Linked DNA regions of Sus scrofa: regions 1 and 3 are each linked to region 2. The links are chromatin contacts, called in public HiChIP or PLAC-seq maps. All regions are on one chromosome and are shown on one strand. The core of a region is the stretch at or near the end of the contact, and the rest is flanking DNA. Distances in the headings are between cores, read along the strand shown.

Region 1 (4,995 bases), core at 2,364-4,863, 130 kb after region 2:
CGGACTCTCACTGAAGGGCTGGGCTAGAGCTACTCTTTCGCTGGGACATTATGCACTTCTCCATCGACAAATGTTTATCGTGCTCATACTCTGTAGAAATAAGGGAAATGGATTTAGAAACGGAGAGGAAGCATCACAGTGAGCAGGGTGACAGGGAATTTGCCAATGGGTTTGATCACAGGACCCACCTGGAACTCCTTCCTGAGAGAGGAGCCTCTAAACAACCAGCTTATTCTCTTTTGATGACTGAACATTTGGTTGGGTGGGGGTGAGAGAGGTGTTTATTGCTTGGAAGAAAAGTCCCTGCGGGAATTCCTGCTGGGGCTCATCAGGTTAAGAACCTGACTAGGATCCATGAGGATGTGGGTTCAATCCTTGGCCTCATTCAGTGGGTTAAGGACCCAGTGTGGCCATGAGCTGGGGCATGGGTCACAGATGCAGCTCGGATCCCATGGTGCTGCTGCTGTGGTGTAGGCCGGCAGCTGCAGCTCCGATTCGCTCCCTAGCCTGGGAATCTCCATATGCCACAGGTACAGCTATAAAAACAAAGGGGGAAAAAAAAAAAAAAAAGAAAGGAGGGGAAGAAAAGTCCCCACATGTGGCAAGGCCTCTGTATGTGTGTTTATGGGCAGGACCCCGATGGATGATAGGTGTCCAGGAGAAAAGTGTCCCCAGAGGGCTGCAGGAAGGACCAGAGTGGCAGGAGAGGCAGAGTCTCGGACCTTTCAGAAAAGGCCACCACACCTGGCTGGGGGAATCTGGGGGAGCCAAGAAGCAGCCCCTCCCCATAGCCTTATGCGACCCTGCCTGCCGAGCCATCTTTCATGCAACGCACCACTCAGAATGGGTTGGAGGACTGATCCTAACAGATTCCGATCCCACTTCCTAAAAAGGGCCCTAGATCATCAAACTGGCCCCTGATAGGAAAGGCCAGGAGTGTAGATCCTGAGGGTAAAAAGCCAACGTGACAGGAGCCTGGGGAGTGCGTCACAGCTGGAGCAGGAAGGAGGGTCACCTGCGGGCCTGCCGGGTGGGTCAGGTGTCCCTCCCATCCCCGCTCAGCTTCTTCCCCACTCGGAAGGTCACAGTTGCCTTCTGGCTGGCGGGACCCACTGCTGCCCGGCAACGCCAGGGTTGCCATGGGAACCACTACCTGGACAGTTTGTGGCTGAGGTACAAAAAGGACTGTGCTGCGATCGTCAGGCCCCATTTTCTGCAATCGGTGAAAACTACTCCCTCTGTTCCCAGGGGTGGAAGTGGGGAGAGAGGCGATTTCTCTGGAGTCCAGGGGACCCCACGATCCCAGGCCCAGCTCTGGCACCCACTTGCTTCAAGATGACCCTGCCATGCAGCTGGGTCACCTGTGAAACGAGAGAACGGTCCTATCCCTGCTTAAAGGAAGGGCACTGCTTGACTAGGGCTTCCAGAAGCTCTGGTTCCAGTACGGCTGCCAGCAGAAGTGAGAACAAACATCCCCGTGCCAGGCGGCAGATCTCCCTGGTTGTGCAAGCAGGCCTGCTGCCCGCCATACAAGGACTAGAGCCTGGAGTGGGGCAGACTCTGGGTCCCGTGCCAGGCAAAGCCCAAACCCGGACAGGACTGAAGGCGCGGGCTCTTGGCTCCATCCCCCACATGCCCGCAGACCAAAGCCTTCAAGTCTCTGGTAGCTTCCTCTCCACTGCCACGCGAGGACAGGAGTCACGGCGGCCTCCTGGGGCCCCCAGCTTACGGCGCAGACTGAGCGCTTCCCCACAGAGAGGCCCTGCGTGAGGAAGGGCAGCCCCTCCGTCGATGACAACACTGAGGTCTGGAAAGCCTGGGTGGGGTGGATGGCAGGGGGTGGGCTAGGGCTCAGGGACCGGGGAAAGGGTGCTGATTTGGAAATTTGAGGAAAACAGGCCCCTTTCTCTCTCCCTGGCTGCTACTCACAGTCCAGGGTGGGGGTCTTGGCCCCTGCTTTAGCGGCTGGCCCTGGAGTTCCTTGTCTGTCTCTTTCCCAGGCCCGAGCCTCCCTGTGTAAAGCTCCCAGCCCCTCTCCAGCCCCAAGGCCTCTCAGGAGATCACCCTTCTGCATCCCCCAATCTCCCCATCAACCACAGGCCCCTGGGGCAGGACCCACTGCAGGGCCTCCTGTGCAGAGTCCCAGCGCAGCAAGCCTTTGCCCAATGCACTTATGACTGGAGGCCAGTGAGAAAGGAACAGGAGAGGACCTGGCAGCCATGGTCAGGGGGCCACTTCTAAAGGCTCTCGGTGCCCAGTTAGAGGGTTTGGCAAGGGCTTCCTCCTCCACTAAACTGCACAACGTGACAAGCAGAACACCAGCTGGATTTAATCCTACCAGGCACTTTTGGTCAGTGCACAAGCAGCACAACTGTCCATGGCAGCCCTGGGTGTGAGTCAAGGCCATCTTTGCTGGCTGTGCTTGGCATAAGGAACAATCACCTCTTGATTCTGTCTTAGGAATTTCAGGATGAAAAAAGTACAGCAACATCTTTTTATTGAGTTCTCTACCACACTCCGGGTTTGCTCAGACTAGACCCATGCATCTCTAGTGGGGAACCACTAGAAAGCCAGAAGAGAAGGGCTCTTGGAGACAGCTCTGGCCCAACCTCCCTCCTTGCATAGACGGGGAAACTGAGGTCCAAACAAGGTGCTTCGCTGTCCTGGGAAAGAGGGTTAGCCTGGGTGGTGTCTAGAGTTTGATTCTGATGCTCTCCGGAATTTAGATCCTGAGCCTGCACTGCTGACGTTCTGCCTCCTTCTCCCAACTTTGCAGTGTGGGCTTGTCCAGATTTGAGCCTCCTGATCAGTAATAGAGGGCTATCACTATCATCTGCAGAGTTTTAAAAAGACAACAGTTTCATCTAGTGCATATCATCCACTCTCCACTGAGTGCCTGCTGCGTGCTAGCCTCTCCCCGCCTGCCTGCCGGCCTTCCTTCCTTCCTTCCTCCCTCCTTTCCTTCCATCCTTCCTTCCTTTCTTGGCTGCCCCACGGCGTATGGAGTTCCTGGGCCCTGGACCAGATCTGAGTCACAGCTTAATGCACTCTGTGGGGCCAGAGATCTGACCTGGTCCCAGTGCTCCAGAGACACAGCGGGAACTCCTAACCTCTGTATTCTAATTATCATGACAAGGCCATTATCCTCATTTTAGAGGCAAGGAAACTGAAGCTCAGAGGGTTTAAGTAACTGGCCTGAGGTTCTGACCAGGTGCCTCCAGGCCGGGAGCCTGCACATCAGAGACCTTGTGTTTAGCAGAAGTGGCGTGGAGTGGAGGGAGGGCTTCAGACCAGAATGCACTCCATGTGCCACACGTGGCCTCCTCGGTCCCCAGGCAGGCCCCTGCTGCCCTGGGAGAGGGCTTCCTGGGCAGCAGGGCTATGCTCGCCTCCCTCTGGTCTTTCCTGCGCATACACTCTCCCTTAGAGCGTGACAATGCCACATCAGGACATGACCATGACACCCAGGCCTGACTCTGGCCAGAATGAAGCCCCAGAAAGCAGGGCACCGGCCTTCCTTCTGTCCCGGGCCCAGGGCCTTGCCTGGATCAGGCCATGTGCTGGACGAGGTTGGCTACTACTGAGAGCATTCTCCCTGCACCCGCGTCAGCAGCCACATCTGCAGAACTGCCACGACATCGTTCGAGCTGTAACAAAAGCTTCCTTTTCTTGGACGGTGCTCTTCCTTATTTAGCAACCGTGCAGATGAGGCATCCAGTCTGGGAAAAGGAATCCAGAACGAGCTGTCACCACGCAGACGGGGACTATTTATAGGTTCAGATGCCAAAACAGAGGGGGAGACATCGGACAGATGTGCGAAGTGCCAAGTGTCAGGGAAGACTAAATAAAGGGTAAGCACATGGGGGAGGTGTCTGTGGAGAAGGAACGGGCGGGGGTGGGGGAGAGATGCTGAGCCCGCCCCCCGCGGCTTGAACGACCCACAGGGAACAAGCCTCGACGTCCACGTCCGTCGGGGAGAGCAAGCCGCCAGCTCCTCTGCTCAGATTGTGGGGCAGGCAGGCTTCTTTTTGACATAATGGACCCATCCTGAAAACCACGGCTCTCTCTGGGAGCAGAAGGGACAGGAGGAAAGGGAGGTGGCCCAGGTACCACCCTGATGGTGACAACGGCCCCAGGTGCCAGGGGGCAAGCCATCAAGAAACTACCTGGCCCAGAAGACAACCCAGCTTCAACTTCAGGAGCTTACAAAGTTTGTCCCCACCCTCGAGAGTTTGGGAACTTTGGTCTGTCTGTGACTGCCGCTTATGAGAGCTCTGAGACCCAGGGAGCTTAGGCAGCTGGCCGAAGGTCACAGAGCTGGGAAGTGGTACCAGGATGTGACCGTAGGGGACCCTGACTCTGCAGCCCGAGCTCTTACCCAGCACGCTGGGCCCTTGGCTCTCTAGACCTTGTTGTCCCGTAGAAATATAATGCAAGGCATATGTGCAATTGCACATTTTCTCACAGTCACGTTAGAAAGAGGAAATAGAAACAAATGCAAATTAATCATTCTCACAGATCCTATTTCACCCAACACATCCAAAATCGCATCATTTCAACAAACTGTAAATACAAAAAATTCCTGAGACATCTCACCGTCTTTTTTTTTATATGATGTGTTCAAAATCTGGTATGTCCTTAGCACAGCTCATCTCAATTCAGACTCACGACATCCACAGTGTTTAGCAGCCTCATGTGGTTCCTGGTTGCTGAGGCTGATGGCACAGCCTTACGCAGTGTTCCCAGTCAGGAGCTGGTCTGTGCCCCAGGGCACATCTGGCCGTGAGTGGACATCTTAGCTTGTTAGGAGGGGACGGGAGTGGTACCACTGGCATCTAGGAGGCAGAGGCCCGGGATACTGCTAAACATCCCAGAGCACACGGGACAGTGCTCTGCAGCCAAGGATGCCCAAGATTCCAATGTCAAGAGCACTGAGCTTCCGAAACCAGAGAGAGAACCAGCATGAGCTCCTGGGACAACCGGTGGGAGCCCTGG
Region 2 (4,951 bases), core at 1,230-3,729:
TACACCCAAATAAAAACGACACTTCTCTGAAGTGTGTTTTAAGGTGCTGAAACTTGAAACTCCTCAGTAATACAAAAGCTACCTTAGCATTAAACGGCACCACTATCATGGGTAATTTAGGTGCCCATATATGTAATCTGTCTAAAGTACACCTTCGATAACTTAAATTCTCAGTACCTACCATTTGCACATTAAGCAAAGTTCTGAATAAAACAATATGACTGCATAGCCATTCATTTGATACATTAAGTATGAGTACTTATCCAGTGCCACAATAAATCAAAACAATGACAATGAAATCATCAGTCATCATGCTACAGAATAGTATATTAAAAAGTGAACAATTTCTTTCTTTTCTTTTTTTTTTTTTTTTTTTTGGCTCTTTAGGCCTGCATCCAGGCTAGGAGTCGAATTAGAGCTGTAGCCGCTGGCCTACGCCAGCCACAGCCACAGCAACGCAAAATCCCAGCTGTGTCTGCGACCTACACCACACACAGCTCACGGCAACGCTGGATCCTTATCTCACTGAGCAAGGCCAGGGATCGAACCCAAGTCCTCATCAATGTTAGTAAGGTTTGTTACCAATGAGCCACGACAGGAACTCCTCCAGCAACAGTTTTTTGAATGTGCACACTGTCCCTTCTGCCTGCAGAGCTCTTTCAAAATTAATTCTCATTTGTTCTTGGTAGTATTTAATGTCATCTGCAGAAAAAAACAGCTCTTTTTCATTCCATCCAAATTTGGTCCTATCATTCTCCAGTCGCACGCTATTCTTCTCCCTCATAGCCCTTTATGTTTTATCTGGGTTTTTTTCTTTTTTTTTCTGTTTCCCTTGGGGAAGAGGAGGAGCAGAGTCTGTGGGTAGAGGCCATGACTGTTTTGTCCAATGAATTCTCAGCACACAGTAGGCACCCACAAATACTGCCGAATGGAATTAATTTCTGTTAGATGCCCTGGAGACATTATCTTTAGCACACATAATTTTCACAACCACACTATGGCTAAGTAGCAATACTCCCCCACCCCCCCCTTTTTTTTTTCACAAATAGGGAAAAAAGGTTTAGAAACAGCCCAAAGTCTAGACAGCAGCTCAGATAGGGAAATCAGCCAAACCCACTCTTTTTTTTCCTTTTTGTCTTTTCAGGGCTGCACCCTCTGGCATATGGAAGTGTCCAGGCTAGGGGTGGAATGGGAGCTGTAGTTGCCAAACTACACCACAGATACAGCAACGCCAGATCCCAGCCTGCGTCCTACACCACCTCTCTCAGCAATGCCGGATCCTTGACCCACTGAGCGAGGCCAGGGATTGAACCTGCATCCTCATGGATCCTTGTCAGATTCGCTTCCCCTGAGCCACGATGTAAACTCCAAGCTCACTTTTTAACTCCTTCCTCCCCTATCTAGCCTCCCAGTATCTGAATAACCTAAAGAAGAAACTCACCCTCTAAACCTGTTCCTTGTAAAACGGGACGATTATATGCCCGTGTATTATTTCAAGGAGTTTAGGTGAAAGCAAATGAAAATGTAAGTGATATGTTTGATATATAAAACTCCCTACGATTTATTATTCCCAAATAAACGTTGGTGGTAATTAGGGGACAAATTATCTCTCCTAAGAAAGCAATCAAAACATACTTATTAATTCCTTATATCTTGCCTCCCACTTTAAAAGTTTTAAAGGGCCTTAAAACAAAAGCCTGTGCCTTTAGATTACCCAAATAAACACGAAGATGGACCCTGGGCACTTGCCCCAGGGGACGAACAAACAACTCCAACCGACTTCAGAGGTACAGAGCCCTCAAGAAATTCCCCCCAGTAAACAGTCCAGGCCCAAGTGGAGAGAAGGTGAGTGTGGGTGGGATGGGGATGGGTCGGACGGCCGCGGTGACAGGGGCTGTTACGAAAGCCAAGTATAAACATAGAGGAAGGGAGACTGCGGTCCGCCGGCTGGTCCCTAGAAGTCCGCTGTCAGTGGATACAGACCCCTACTTCGCCCCCCACCCAACTCGCTGAGCCTCTGGAGGGGGAAGAGCGGCCAAACGAGGCTGGGGGTGGGGAAGGGAAGAAAAAGGGGGGCACAAAGCCACGCCGATGGGGGCCCAAGGGGGCTCTCTGGTCCCCTTCCCAGCCCCAGCGGGGCGGAGAGACCAGAGTCTCCGCTGAAATGACGCCGCCCCCGCCCCTAATGCCGTTCGCGCCCCCTGCGGAACTATCCGGCCTACTAGGATCTTGCCGCCGCCTCACCTGAGGACTCTGAAGCGGCTGCTGCGCGGCCTCCTTTCCCTCCCGGGCCGCCCCCTCAACAGCCGGCCGGGAGCGGGCCCAGGCTGAGCAAACCCAGTCCCGCACCAGCCGCGGCTCAGCTACTCTTCCGGGAGACGTGGAAGAGCAGCGAGGACCCCAAAACAGAGTGGCTTCCGAGCTGCCTGAGCGGCCGGGAACCTAGAGCAGCCAGCTGAAGGCAACTCAGGCGGCAGCACCGGCGGCTTCGGGGTCCTCGCGCCTGGCCACGCCCCTTTTCCTCCCGTGGCGAGAAACGGGGTGGGCAGGGCTTGTGTGCGTGTGACGTAGCTCGCCTCCCGGGCGACGGCCTGCACGCGGCCGACACAACATTGCAAGCCACGCCCTTCGGGGGGCGGGCCCCGGTGCGGCCCACGTGAGTGGCGGAGGCGGTGCCCCTCCTGGAAGGAATTTGAGACTTGAGACCCGCCCGTGCTTACCTCTAAGGCACTTAGCTTAGGCCCTTCTGGTTTTTCATATGACGATGTTGAGGCCCACGGCAGGAGGTGGGAATACAGAAAATAAGATCCTTGATTTTATGCATTTTGCTTTCTAGTCGCAGGGGTATAGTAAGTAAACCAGTGGATGAACAGGAGGATTGCAGGGCCACCAGAGCTGTAAAGACGAGATAATGGGGGGTGGGGGAAGTACTTTAAATGATATTATGGTCAGGGAAGTTCTCTTTGAGGAGGTGACATCTGAGTTGAGACCCAAAAGTGAAAAAGGCCAGTAAAGGGCTTTCCGTACAGCAGTCTTGTAGTTGTGTATATGCACACAGTTCACTGAATATTTGAAATGAGTCTGAAATCCACGTTCAGTAATTCAAAAAAGGAGTTCCCCTTGTGGCTCAAGGGAAAAGAATCTGATTAGTAACCATGAGGTCGGGGGTTGGATCCCTGACCTTGCTGGGTGAGTTAAGGATCCAGCATTGCCGTGAACTGTGGTGTAGGTCACTGATGATGCTCAGAGCCTGTGTTGCTGTGGCATAGGCCTGCAGGTGTAGCTCTGATTCAACCCCTAGCCTGGGAACCTACATATGCCTCAAGTACAGCCCTTGATAAAGCCAAAAAATTAAAAAAAAATAAAAAATTAAAAATAAAATAATGCAATGAATACTCAGCACCTACTTTGTGTGCAAGGTTGGACTAATTTGGCCTAAATAACAAGCCTACAACATAGTCCCAAGGACCTCAGAAGTTAGCTTATCTAAGATCACGTGCCCTAATAAGGAATCCACATTATTCCCTTAGGCACAGTGTTTTACTGTCTCCAAATTAAATATTGGGTGTGTTAACAGCTCCTTCTTTTCCACCTCTCAAGACAGGTTTAGCCCAGTCCAGTGAACAGAAAAACTCAGCAGCACTAGAAATAATAATGATGATAATAAGAGCCTCTAATTGTTCCTATGCCCTTATTGAGTGCTGTATATTGTGTTAAGTGTTAGACATGTTAGACATGTTTCACGTCTTACACTAGCCATAAGCAAGTACTGTTATTATCCTGTGGTAGGTGGCATTGTTGTTCCCCTCAGAGATGTAAAAAATCAAGAAACAAGCCTACATTAGATAGAGTTGGGAGACCAGAAGGGGGAGCTCTCACACTTTGTGACCAAAGTAGAGCCCAACCAGAAGTATCTTTCTTGGTAACAACTCAGCCAATGAAAAGCTTCAGACACTTTGTTTACTAAAGCCCTCCCAACTTCCTTTCCCCCTCTATAAAAGTGGTCTCCTTCCTTTGCACAGGTGCACAATTGCAGGCGATTCACCATGGTTGCAAAACCACAAACTGCAGGAGTTCCCTGGTGGTTCAATGGGTTAAGGACCTGGCATTGTCACTGCTGTGGCTCAAGTCGCTGCTAAGGTGCCAGTTTGATCCCTGGCCTGGGAACTTCCACATGTGGCAGGTGTGGCCAAAAAAGAAAAAAATGCAAATTGCAATTCTCTGCTGATCCCAGATAAACCCATCTTTGGCAGAGAAATACATGGGAGTCTAGTTGTTTCAGGTCAGTAAAGACTGTACGTCATAGCTGTTGCCATGTGACTACAATGCATCCTGTAGGAAGAGTGTCTTTTCCAGCCTTTCAGATGTCAGGCTTGATCATGTGACTTGATTTGACCAATAGAAGGGATATGCCTTTCACCACATCTGAGCAGTCATGTTAAGAGCCACTGTGTATTTCTACCAGGGCTCTTGATTTTTTCCTCTCTCATGAGAATGGCCTGTCCCAGATGGAGCTGTTCTCTCAGCCTGGGTCCTGGAAGGAAAGAGATGGGAAACAGCCCATGCCTTCCTAACAAATTACATGAGCACAAAATAAACCTTTGTTTTTAAAGATGTGAAATCATTTCTTACACAGCCTTGTCTAATGAAATCTGACTAATACATACCCTGTTTAACAGATGGAGACATTGAGATTTAGAGAGGTTTAAGTTAGGAGTTCCCTTTGTGGTGCAGTAGAATCGAATCCGACTAGTATCCATGAGGATGCAGGTTCGATCCCTGGCCTTGCTCAGTGGTTAAGGATCTGGTGTTGCCATGACCTGTGGTATAGACTGCAGACAAGGCTGGGATCTTAGGTTGCTGTGGCTCTGGCATAGGCTGGCCGCCTGTAGCTTTGATTCAACCCCCAGCCTGGGAATCTCCATATGCCATGGATGCAGCTCTTAAAAAA
Region 3 (4,419 bases), core at 730-3,229, 69 kb after region 2:
TCTGCTCCCAAGGCCCCCAGAACGCCCCCTGCTGGCTGCTGTCCTCACACTGATCACATTAAATGGAAAATATGTGCCTGGCTCGGTGGCCTCCAGGTTTAAGGCCACATGGGCCCCCTGCAGGACCATACGATGCCTTCAGGCGGAAGAAGTGTCCCGTGCCAAGGTGCAGGCCTTGACAAGTGGAGCCCAAACTTAATTTCTTTTTTTCTTTCCCTTTTGCTTTTTAGGGCCACACCCGTGTCGTATGGAGTTTCCCAGGCTAGGGGTTCAATCGAAGCTACAGCTGCTGGCCTATGCCACAGCCACAGGCACGCCAGATCCAAGCTGTGTCTGTGACTTACACCACATCACACGACAACGCTGTATCCTTAACTCACTGAGCGAGGCCAGGGATCGAACCCACAACCTCATGGTTCCTAGTCGGATTCGTTTCTGCTGTGCCAGCATGGGAACTCCTCAAACTGGATTTCACCCCCACTTATCCCCTGGCAGTGACTGACCTCCCAGCCCTTAGGTGATAGCCCCGAATTTACTTCCCTTTTCCAAAGCACCTGAGGCTTTGCCTACCTGCCCTCACCCAGGAGTGTGTGTGATCCCAGCAACAAGCCTGGGAAATCGGGACATAAGCCTTCTTCTTTGAAGATGGGAGAGACGAAGGCGCGCAGCTTCCCTGGAGCCCAGGTCTCCTGACTGCCAGTTGCTGGTCTCCCCACCCTCCTGCTGAGCACGTTTCCGACTTGGAAGCCAGAGCTCAGAGCTCCCTTTTGGATGAGTTCTGTAGAGAGCCGATTCCTGGAAGGCGGTCCTGGGATAGCGCTGTCTTCCAGCAAATAGCGTGACAGTCGAGGAAGGCAAGCAGCTGCCTTGGGTCAGCTTTTTTCTCTCCAAAGCCCTGCTCCACGTGACCTTCCTGGAAGGGAGGGCCTGGTTCCTGCCCCAGCTGCTGCCCTGCCCAGACGCCCCTGCAAAGGATCAGCCGGTCCCTGGATTGCAGCCAGCTGAGTGCATTCACAGCCGCCCATCTGCAAACCTTCACCCGGCCTGCCAGCCACAGCCTGGGCCCCCAAATGGGGATGACAGCCTGGTCCGTGGGTGGGGGGAAGGGAGGGTGTCTCCAGCACAACCAGAGGACCCTCCCTCCTCTCTCTGTCCCTCTCAGGGCCTCTGCTCTTCTCTGCCCACCTCCCCTGCAGATCTGTCCCTTAACCGCCTCCCCCCCCCGCCCCAATGAGCTCATAACTAGGGCGAGTTGGATACAACATACTAAGGTGCCGTGAGGCCAGGCATCTGCTGGGCTGGTTTGAGAAATGTCTCGTGATGGCCAGGACCTTGCATCCAGCTGGGGACCAGGGAGCAGCAGGCCCTGGGCATGCCCTGGTCTCTACAGAAGCCCTGGTGGCATCTCCCAGCACTGCTGGCCCCGGCCCAGCCTCGGGCGGGGGGTGGGGGGAGATGGCGCCAAAGGCAGAGGGCAGAAGGGAGCCAGCAGGACAAGGGGAGAGGGGACAAATGCCGGGAAGGAGACACAGACGAGCCCTTATCCTATGTCACAGCCTGTGGCCCCGTCACCTTTAGAGACACTGACCCCTCGCTTGGGGCCTATGGAGAAGCCAGGCTGGTTCACTTGGCTCTTGGGCCTTTGGGTTGGTCAGGTCAGCCCTGCCATGCTCACCACGGCCGGCCGTCTCGGGCAAGTTCATCCAGAGGGGGCCTGGCAGGCAGGCTCATCTGACTTTTTGGTTTTTGACCTTGGAAGGCTGCTCGGGGTAGAAAGAGAGCTCTGAATTTGGGGTAGGTCAGCCCTGAGCTCAAATTTCCCTTTGGCCTCTCACCAGCTTTGCGATCTTGGGCACGTCACCCTCTGTTATGAGCTGAACTGTGTCCCCTCAAAGTTCATGTGTTGAAACTCTAACCCCTGACATCTCAGACAATGACTGTATTTGGAGAATTCCTTAAGGTACAATGAGGTCACGTGGCTGGGCCCTCATCCAACAGGACCCGCGTCCTTCTCAGAAGAGAAGGGCCCAGAGCAGGGGCTGTGTGAGAACACGGCAGGAAGGCAGCGTCTGCAAGCCCCGGGGAAACCAGGCCTCATCTGCGACTTGCACCCTCCGGAATGGTGAGAAAATACATTTCTGCTGTTTAAGCTGCCCAGTCTGTGGTATTTTGCTAAGGCGGTCTACGCAGTCTAATTCTCTTCCTTTCTTTGAGTCTCCGAGTCCTCATCCATAAATACCTCCCTCAAGGGGCCGCTGTTCAAATGAAATAAAATCACGCAAGGGGAGCTGCTAACCAGCGCCAGGCGCCCATGAGGGCTCAGCCCACGTAAGACCCTGTTTCCGGGCCTTGGCTCAGGCCCTCACACCTCCCTGGGGGCAGAAGCATCCAGATAATGGGGCTCTGGGCAGCCCCACCCCCTCACCCTCGGGTCTCTCCTGCTGATGGACCTTAGCCCTGGCCTTAGGAGAGTGAGGCTGGCACGCACGCTCACTCACCCATGCACAAGCCGGTCCGGCTTACTGGCTGGCTCTGCACACTGCCCCCCACCTGGGGGCTGGACATAAAAACCTCAGGGCTGGATTGGTGTCCAATCCACCCTCTAAATTTCCACCCGCCCCAGGTTTGGGCACCTGTGCTGGGGCAGGAGGGTGCCTGGTTAATCGGATGCCCCTCTGACCTTTCCCACTAGCCTCAGGCCTAGCGGGAGGCAGTGGGCACGAGGTTGCAGAGCCAGCTCAGTTCAGGGCTGCAGGGATCACTGGTGCTCAGAAAGGGGACAATGTCTGCATCAGGTGATACATGGCGGTGGGGGGCGGGGGGAAGGCAAGCTAGGATCGTGGCTGGCTACCCTCAGCTCCTGGATATCTGCCTGCTTTCTCATGTCTCTTATACTGACCTCCAGCCTGGAAAGTCCTCCAGGCCTGGCTGGTGGCTGCATCCTAGAGCAATCCCTGCATCTCATGCAGGACTGGCCTGGAGCCAGAGTCTGACAGGTGTTTGTTGACCGGCTGCATGAGCTGCTTGCTGCCCAGGGGTATAGTCCAGGTTATGTCTAGTCAGCCTGCCCTTGGGGGCATTGCCATTCACACCTGGGTTCCGGGGGAATTTTGCTTTGCTCTTCGCTGTTTCCCAGGGCCCAGAAGCGTGCTGACATTTAACAGGCACTCAACAAACACGTATGTTTGATCCATGCAGACTGGTCCAAATCCGATGGAGAAAGTAGACGTATCCACCGACAAATACAATTTGATAAGCTAGCTCTTATGAGAGAGACGAGCCCCGGGTGCTGGGCACGGGGACAAGGACTATCTGGCCAGCCTAGGAAGTTGGAGAAGCCTTCCTGGAGGAGATGGGCTTTGAAGGATAAATAGGAGTTTGACCGGGCAAAGACTCTAGGGATGGTATTCCTGGGATGGGTAGCAGAGGCAGGAATGATGGCAACCACGGAGGGTGGGGAGGCAGGAAATAACCCGGTCGAAGGGCAGACAGGACCAGGGCCCTGAGAGCTGAGAGCATCTGCAGATTCTGTCAGCAGATGGAGCCCGTGGTGGAAAGAAGGGGCTCTTCTGTACCCCACCTGGAAGGAGAGTCGGGCTATTAATGGGGGGCCTGGCAGGCTGAGCAACGCTCTAGCCCCTTGAGAAAAGGAGATGCCATCTTCAAAAGGGCTTTTATTAAACACTCCCCACAGTGCGTGTCGCCACAGTCCTGGGGTGCCCACCAAGGAAAGGGCCCCGTCCATGTCCCCTGGGGCGGAGGCTGGACACATCCACGGAGCCATGGAGCTGGCCTCACTGGGAGGTCCCGGTGTATGTCTGGCTGCTTCTGGAGGGGCTCAGGAGCTGCGGCGGGACTGCGGGCGCTTGATAGCCGAGGGCAGGCTCTGCTGCAGGGTGGGGGGGCCTGTCTCCTCTTACACCCTGAGAAGCTCCTGAGATGATGAGCAGGTCCAAACAGCGCAGCTCCATCCTGGGGTGGGGACAGCTGTGGCCAGGCCACTCCCCTGCAGGGCAGTCCTGGGGGAAGGAAGCCCCCCAGGAAAGACAGAAGATTGGGTGGGCCTGCGGCAGGGGGCAGGGGACGGGGATGCGGAGGTCGAGGCCCGCCCCCCCCAAGGGCTGTGTGAACCAGAGCCAGGCTTGGGCTCTGCTTGCTGCGAGGGCTGGAGAGTCCCATCTGTCTCTGTGAGCCTGGGTTTCCCTTTCTGTCTCATGAGGAACCCGGCCTCTCAGGGCTCGGACCGCCTTCAGGAAGCACGCTGGACACCGCTGGTCACGTCTTCACAACTGTCCTGCCGTCTTGGCCTAGGCACGCTCAGTGCATTGCAAGCATGTATGACGTGTGGACATCCCTGATGGGAGTGTGTGTGTGTGTGTGTGTGTGTGTGCAGCTGAGTGTGAGTGTGGGGGTGAGGAT

The links. HiChIP or PLAC-seq counts read pairs in DNA pulled down with a chosen protein or histone mark.
Region 1: a contact with region 2 is called in an H3K27ac HiChIP or PLAC-seq map of alveolar macrophages. The contact joins the enhancer-like site here to the promoter of GOLGA5 in region 2. A contact is called at or near these places in 16 of 47 Hi-C or Micro-C datasets (alveolar macrophages, brain, embryonic fibroblasts and 8 more) and 2 of 2 datasets of contacts at active chromatin or transcription factors (alveolar macrophages and skeletal muscle).
Region 3: a contact with region 2 is called in an H3K27ac HiChIP or PLAC-seq map of alveolar macrophages, with 5 times the contacts expected there. The contact joins the enhancer-like site here to the promoter of GOLGA5 in region 2. A contact is called at or near these places in 2 of 5 promoter capture datasets (fetal skeletal muscle and liver), 34 of 47 Hi-C or Micro-C datasets (adipose tissue, alveolar macrophages, blood and 17 more) and 2 of 2 datasets of contacts at active chromatin or transcription factors (alveolar macrophages and skeletal muscle).

What each region holds. Positions count from the first base shown.
Region 1 is chr7:114,107,954-114,112,948 of Sscrofa11.1, reverse strand. All of the region lies in intron 3 of RIN3 (ras and Rab interactor 3), which reads right to left. Among named protein-coding and RNA genes, the nearest start is that of RIN3, 75 kb to the right of the region's middle. Within about 2 kb of position 3,613, at least 24 of the 83 cell types and tissues checked have an H3K27ac peak or open chromatin away from gene starts, as enhancers often do. A contact at or near this core is called in alveolar macrophages, liver, retroperitoneal adipose tissue and 2 more, where this site is marked.
Region 2 is chr7:114,234,587-114,239,537 of Sscrofa11.1, reverse strand. GOLGA5 (golgin subfamily A member 5) reads right to left here and starts at 2,479. Exons shown (of 13, transcript XM_013989218.2): 1 at 2,245-2,479.
Region 3 is chr7:114,165,786-114,170,204 of Sscrofa11.1, reverse strand. It overlaps RIN3 (ras and Rab interactor 3), which reads right to left. Exons shown (of 11, transcript XM_021099628.1): 11 at 3,657-4,419. Among named protein-coding and RNA genes, the nearest start is that of LGMN, 42 kb to the left of the region's middle. Within about 2 kb of position 1,979, at least 42 of the 83 cell types and tissues checked have an H3K27ac peak or open chromatin away from gene starts, as enhancers often do. A contact at or near this core is called in adipose tissue, alveolar macrophages, brain and 8 more, where this site is marked.